Linked DNA regions of Mus musculus: region 2 is linked to region 1. A link is a contact called in public ChIA-PET data. All regions are on one chromosome and are shown on one strand. Each heading gives the region's core, a stretch centred on a gene start, on an enhancer-like site or on the middle of the called end of the contact. The rest is flanking DNA. Distances are from core to core; before and after follow the strand shown. Region 1 holds the start of Suco (SUN domain containing ossification factor). Region 2 overlaps Dnm3 (dynamin 3).

Region 1 (2,704 bases), core at 34-2,533:
TAAAGGGCAGACCAAAAGGGCCAGGTAACCAAAATGGCTGGATTATATAGGGAAGGGTGCATGAGGGAATGGCTGCCCAGCCCCTGGGCTGGAGAAGTTTGGAGTAGGGGCTGATGAGAAGAATCCTGCAACTAACTGGTAGAGACTGAAGAATGCTGGGAGAACGTGGCAGCCAGTTCTGCTTTGATATGTTAAATAGGCACACGGGAGACTTAGAGGAAGGAACTGCTATACTAAGAGGCCAAAAGTCTAGTCTCTTCCAACTGCTGTCTTTCAGGATCAGTAAGCTACTTGAAGAGATGTCTGGCAGTAGCCACAAAGCATTCTGAGATTGCACACCAACGCTCCCTAAGTAGGATTCTGGGCCTCAGCTTTTTACAGATTTTGGGGTCTCCATCTGTGAACACCACTTCTTTTTTTTTTTCTTGTTCACAGCAAGTATGTGTAGGAGTTCGCTTTCTCTGCTTCCAGACGCCGAGAGTCCGTAGTGTCTTTTCTGCCTTGCAGCAGCAAACCCACAGCCCGAAATTAAAAGAACAAAAAAGAACACTAAAGCTCTATCTTAGGAATCTGGCGGGCAGGTAGGAATTCTCACTTAGGTGAAAGAAAAGCTCAGTCCTTCCCAGCCAATCATGTGAGAGGAAACGTTGACACGCCTCTTTCTACCTTCCAATCATCATCTACCTCAGTAAGCCCGACCCACTGCCGGTAAACCGACTTTTAAATTGCATTAGCATGCTTTCTCCTGACCCTCTCCAGTCATTCCAGGCCGTTCCATGACTGTGCTCCAAGGAAGAATTATAGACTTAACAATGACAAATGACAAAGCTAGTCAGTCTGAAGGTGAGAAGTGAAAGTGTAAAACTCGAGAACCAAACCCGCGAGTTCTACGGAGGAAAAAAAAAAAAGGCGGGTTCGGGCAGGAGGACTACAAGCCCCAGATACCCGTGCGCGGAGGCGGCGCGTGCCAGCGAGAGTGGGCAGGCCATTGAAAGGCGGAAGACCGAGGGTTACAGGACTTCCTGTTCGAGCGCCAGCGAGTGGGTGGGACCTGCGCAGGTTGGGCGGCGGTTGTGGCGTTTTGGAGCTTTGTCAGCGGAGGGGGCGTGGCCCGCGCTGTGACTTGTGGAGCGCGAGCCGAGAGGGACGTGGGTGACGCGTCTCCTTCCACCCAGCTCAGTGGAGTGCGAGGTGCGCTGGCCCGGCCGGGGATTGGCTGCTGAGAGGCGAGTACGCGGCGGCCGTTGGTCGCCGGCAGCACGGAGCGAGGGCCCGGGCGGGCGGGGCGGGGATGGGGAGGCAGTGGCGGCGAAGGCCGGAGGAGGCGGGCGCGGGCGAGCGGGCAGACAGAGCGGCGGCGGCGGCAGTCTCCCGAGCGCTCCTGTGAAGCGTCCCTATTCCCGTTGCCGTGGGCCTCTCGGGGAGGCCATCCGGGACGCGAGCCGCTGCGGAACCGCTCCCCAAGCCCCACTGCTCTTCGGACTCTCGGTCCCATCCTCGCGTTTCTGCTCCGGCTCCTCCATCTTGGCCTCGACAGTGGCTGCTGTGGGGAGGATGTGCCGCCTCCTGGCAGGGGGAAGAAGGAGGAGAAGATGAAGAAGTACCGGCGGGCCTTGGCCCTGGTCTCCTGCCTCTCTCTCTGCTCTCTAGTCTGGTGAGTAAGGGGCCGGCCTCTGGGGACTTCCCGTGGGGATGAAAGAGGGAGTAGGTCGGGTCACACCCCCAAATCATCTCGGCTTTTTGGGTTGCTTGGTGCTCCTGCTCCTAAGCCAGGGACACAGCGGCCACCCAGCTCTTCCTCTTGTGGTTTACGAGTTGTGTTTTGGAATTTGCAGAGTTCCAGCAGGGAGAGAAGGGGATATTGGGGATCACTTTTTGCCTTTGTACTCGGGTACCCCATCACCGCAGTTAGGGCAGTTTGGGTAGTGTTCAGAAAGCTAGTGAGTGAGTTACTCAGTTTTGCTGTCAGTTCATTTGCTTTCGTTATGAGGTAAGGGCAGGGGCGAGTCAGGTGTGATGTGTTCCGGACCTGTGATTTTGAAAACGTGAGTCGTCATGAGGGTAAGAGTAATGTCTAAACTGTTGTTCTTCTGGTCAGGTCTTGCACAATCTTGACCAATAGTACTTTTGGGGCTGCTCCTTGAAACCCTGCGGCGTGGGGCGGGCGGGATCCCTGATGAAGCCCTTTTTCGGTTAGCCTGGTGGGAGAGGATTATCACAGATGTGGAGTCAGCCATAGTTTTGGGGCATGTTCTTTGGCACTAGAAAGGAAACGGTTTTTGCGACCCGCTCTGTCCCTTTCTCTGAAGTTCTATGGAGTTCAAGTTAATTTCAAGCACATCTCTGGATGTCCAGGAGCAGACATAGCTTATGAACCAAAGGATTGCTAAAGGTGTACTTGGAAAAGCCATTCTTTCTGAAGGAATTCCCAAAGAGCCTTGAGACTTGGTGACTGAAAGTGATGGCCTTTGTGTTAAAGAGATTTTGCTTCTTATACTAAAATCTAAACACACTTTCTTATTTACCTTATGTCTTCAAAGCGCCAGTAATAATTCCCTTTTTTTTATGGGTGTAATGGAATCCAGAGGTGCTCAAGTTGTAGAGTTGTTGCTCACATAGAATAATATATTAATATGGGCTCAAGAAAACACTTGTCTGAGAAAATCTGACTGGAAAGACTGTATTTCTTGTCATTCTGAATCCT
Region 2 (2,927 bases), core at 112-2,611, 330 kb before region 1:
GCCTTGGGAGGGACATTTGACATTCAAAAAAAATTAGCTAGGTTCAGTCAGCACAGATCAGAAGGCATTCGGGAAAGTAAGTTGCGATTTTGTTCCTTTCCACTATTGTATCCTTCCTTTCCATCTTTCCACACTTTCCTCTCCCTTCTCCCCAGCCCCAACCCACTTGGTTTCTTCTTTAAAACATGAAATGTATTTGCCAGTGAAGTGCTTGTTACACTAAGAGTTTGTGTTTTGAGTTCCCTTTTCAGTCAGATAAATATAGCACTTCCTATGCATTGTTTAAAAACAAATAACTCCCAAATGATATGAAATTGTTTTTGCCCCCTTACAGTAATACAGTAATTCCTTTATGGGTTCACCCCTCCCTCCCTTCCCCCTCTTTCTCTTTTCCCTTGGTGGTGGTGGTGGTGGTGGTGGTGGTGGTGGTGGTGGTGGTGTGTGTGTGTGTGTGTGTGTAAAAGATAGAGAATGGGTAGCAGGATGAACACTAAATGCCTTTACAAAGGAGAGAGAATGGTAGGGAGTATATAGTGATTATACCTTTTTAATTTAAGTCGGCTCCAAAGAACCTTGCAAATACTTCCAGGTGTCTCCCTTAAACCTGACATCGTTTTCATATATTTGCTGCTCGTACTATTCGGAATCCTTTTAAACTACCTTTTAAAAAAAATCTGTTTAGGCTTTTATATCTAACCTTTCCAATTGCATTTTATGTTCCTAGATGGCAGAAGTAGCTATAATTTCTGTGTGCTCCAAAACGGTTTCCAAATGGAGTCTGCAAATAAATGCCTATTATTTAGCATGAGACTTTCCTGCATGAGAAAATTCAAAGAAAGGGGATTTCTTAATCAAGGTCACTTTTTAGACTACACAATACTCCCCCTCCCCCCAGCCCCCTTATAAAGGTCTTTGCAGCTCCGGAGTAAGGACCTAAGTGCAGCTTTAGTGCAGTTAGGAATACGTTGAAAATGTGCCACAGAAAGCTCCAGATCCCGTCTTCCTAACAAATCACTCAAGCAGGAATTTTTTAGATGAATGTCTGCCGGGAAACCGACGCCAGGAGAAATGGGGAAACCACATGAAGTTCACTGAGTAGAGAAATCTGGTTCCCATTTTGGCATGGCGTTTTGTGCTCGCGGGAGGAAGATAAACAATCTGTTTAAAGCCAAAACGAATGGCCAGGGGATTAAATGTTAAAATCCTATATCGTAAATGTATTTTGGAGTTTGGGGAACTTAATCCATCACATAGGATCCTCTGAGAAAGGAGAAAGCACGCTGAGTCTTCTCAGCTTAGGTATCTCCGTGGACCGATGAGTCATCTTGCTTCCTGTTGATGAACAATCATGCAGCTTAAGGTTTGTGTCTGCTGACACTTGAGCTGAAGACAAAGGTCTGCTTCCAGGCTGTGGTCGGCAGACACTGACCCGAGAAGAAGAAGGAAGCAAGAAAATAGGTTTTGTTTTTGTTGTTGATGATGATGCTTTTGGTTACTTTTAGACAGCCCCTTCTAGGGATAGGGAAAAATTTAACCTAGTATTTTAATGTAGCTATTTAAAACTCTGTATATGAAAACGTCATATGGGTGGAGTTGGAAAGTGGTTGAGCTGTTTTGATTTTCAGAAAAATATTCTGAAAGTTTGTTTTCTTTGAAGTTCACCATTTAATGACTCTTTTGCAGTTTAAATATGTCACGAAGTTGACATTCAAAATATAAAGTAAGCCCAATTAAGATAAAATGTATCTTGAGCAATACATTTTTGAGTAGAATCAGGAAGACTACTCACTCAATTGGGAAATTTATTTATTTATTTATTTATTTTACAAACAGGATTGGGTCATCCAGACCCACACTGAGAATCTATGGACATGTGTTTCTGAATTCAGAAGGTCTTGTGCTTTGAGAAAGCCAGTAAGATGGAGCAGATTATAAAATTAAGTTGATTATATACTTAAGTAGATTTAAGCTTTCCTTCCATAAATTGATTTTCTGTCCCACTTTACGGTAGAGAAAAGAGGCTGAGTTAATCAAGGTTTATTTTATGCACTCTAATTTAGCACGTTTTCACCTATTTTATCTTCGAATCTGAAAACTCTAAACTGCCTATACTTAATGATACACGATCTGTCCAGGCCTAGATTCATAGCCCAGGGATCTAATACCTTTGGAAACTGCCATTTTCTTAGAAGATATAAAAGCAAACCTCTAGTCACCCATTCTTTTATTTATACCTTCATTCACTCACATCACAAACATCAAATACACCAGGAACACTTTTGATGGATATACAAAGTTAAACACAACTTGCCTGCAGAAAATTGGATGGAAAAGGCCAATCCACAAACAATTGTTAGGAAGAAAGATAATGATGTTAACTAATCTTTTGGATTAATGGGGATTTACACAAATGTTCATGTTGCTCTAAAAGCATCCTTTTGCCTGTTTAAACATGGCTAACCAGTTTCTGCTGTGTTTGTGTTGTCTGTATTGTCACCATGTGGGGTTGATGTCCTTAGGACCCAGGGTGAAGAGATGGAGGACTACGCTTTGAGCAATCCCTGGCTCTACTTTTATCTGGCGAGGGTTACTTGACATTTCTTACTTTTCATCAAAAGAGGGAGGTACTAAGAGCTTTTACCTCACAGAGCAGCTGAGAAGATTATCCAGATTAGTTTGTAAAGGCTTTCAGTATGGTCCTGACCCATATTAAACATTAATACATGATAGCTTCAGTAATATCTGCAGATTTTCAAGATAGTCAATGACCAGAAAAGCAGGGAACCAACCAGTATAGACTGCTGTTAGGTCTGAAAAACTTCCTTGTCCCTGCCCCTGCCCCTGCTGATGTGTACGGTGTAGCCATTAGCCCAGTATACCTCCACTGCAGTTGCTCTTGCCACAGACAGCTTGGGTACCAGATCAAG

The links. ChIA-PET counts read pairs in DNA pulled down with a chosen protein or histone mark.
Region 2: a contact with region 1 is called in an RNA polymerase II ChIA-PET map of memory CD8 T cells, with 60 read pairs. The contact joins the enhancer-like site here to the promoter of Suco in region 1. A contact is called at or near these places in 1 of 39 promoter capture datasets (the HPC-7 cell line), 2 of 484 Hi-C or Micro-C datasets (the HPC-7 cell line and Sertoli cells) and 3 of 115 datasets of contacts at active chromatin or transcription factors (bone marrow-derived macrophages, extraembryonic endoderm stem cells and memory CD8 T cells).

The regions. Positions count from the first base shown.
Region 1 is chr1:161,875,261-161,877,964 of GRCm38.p6, reverse strand. It overlaps Suco (SUN domain containing ossification factor), which reads left to right and starts at 1,283. Exons shown (of 24, transcript NM_001357402.1): 1 at 1,283-1,654. The coding sequence starts at 1,593.
Region 2 is chr1:162,205,840-162,208,766 of GRCm38.p6, reverse strand. All of the region lies in intron 14 of Dnm3 (dynamin 3), which reads left to right. Among named protein-coding and RNA genes, the nearest start is that of Dnm3os, 10 kb to the left of the region's middle. Within about 2 kb of position 1,361, at least 132 of the 459 cell types and tissues checked have an H3K27ac peak or open chromatin away from gene starts, as enhancers often do. A contact at or near this core is called in the HPC-7 cell line, bone marrow-derived macrophages and memory CD8 T cells, where this site is marked.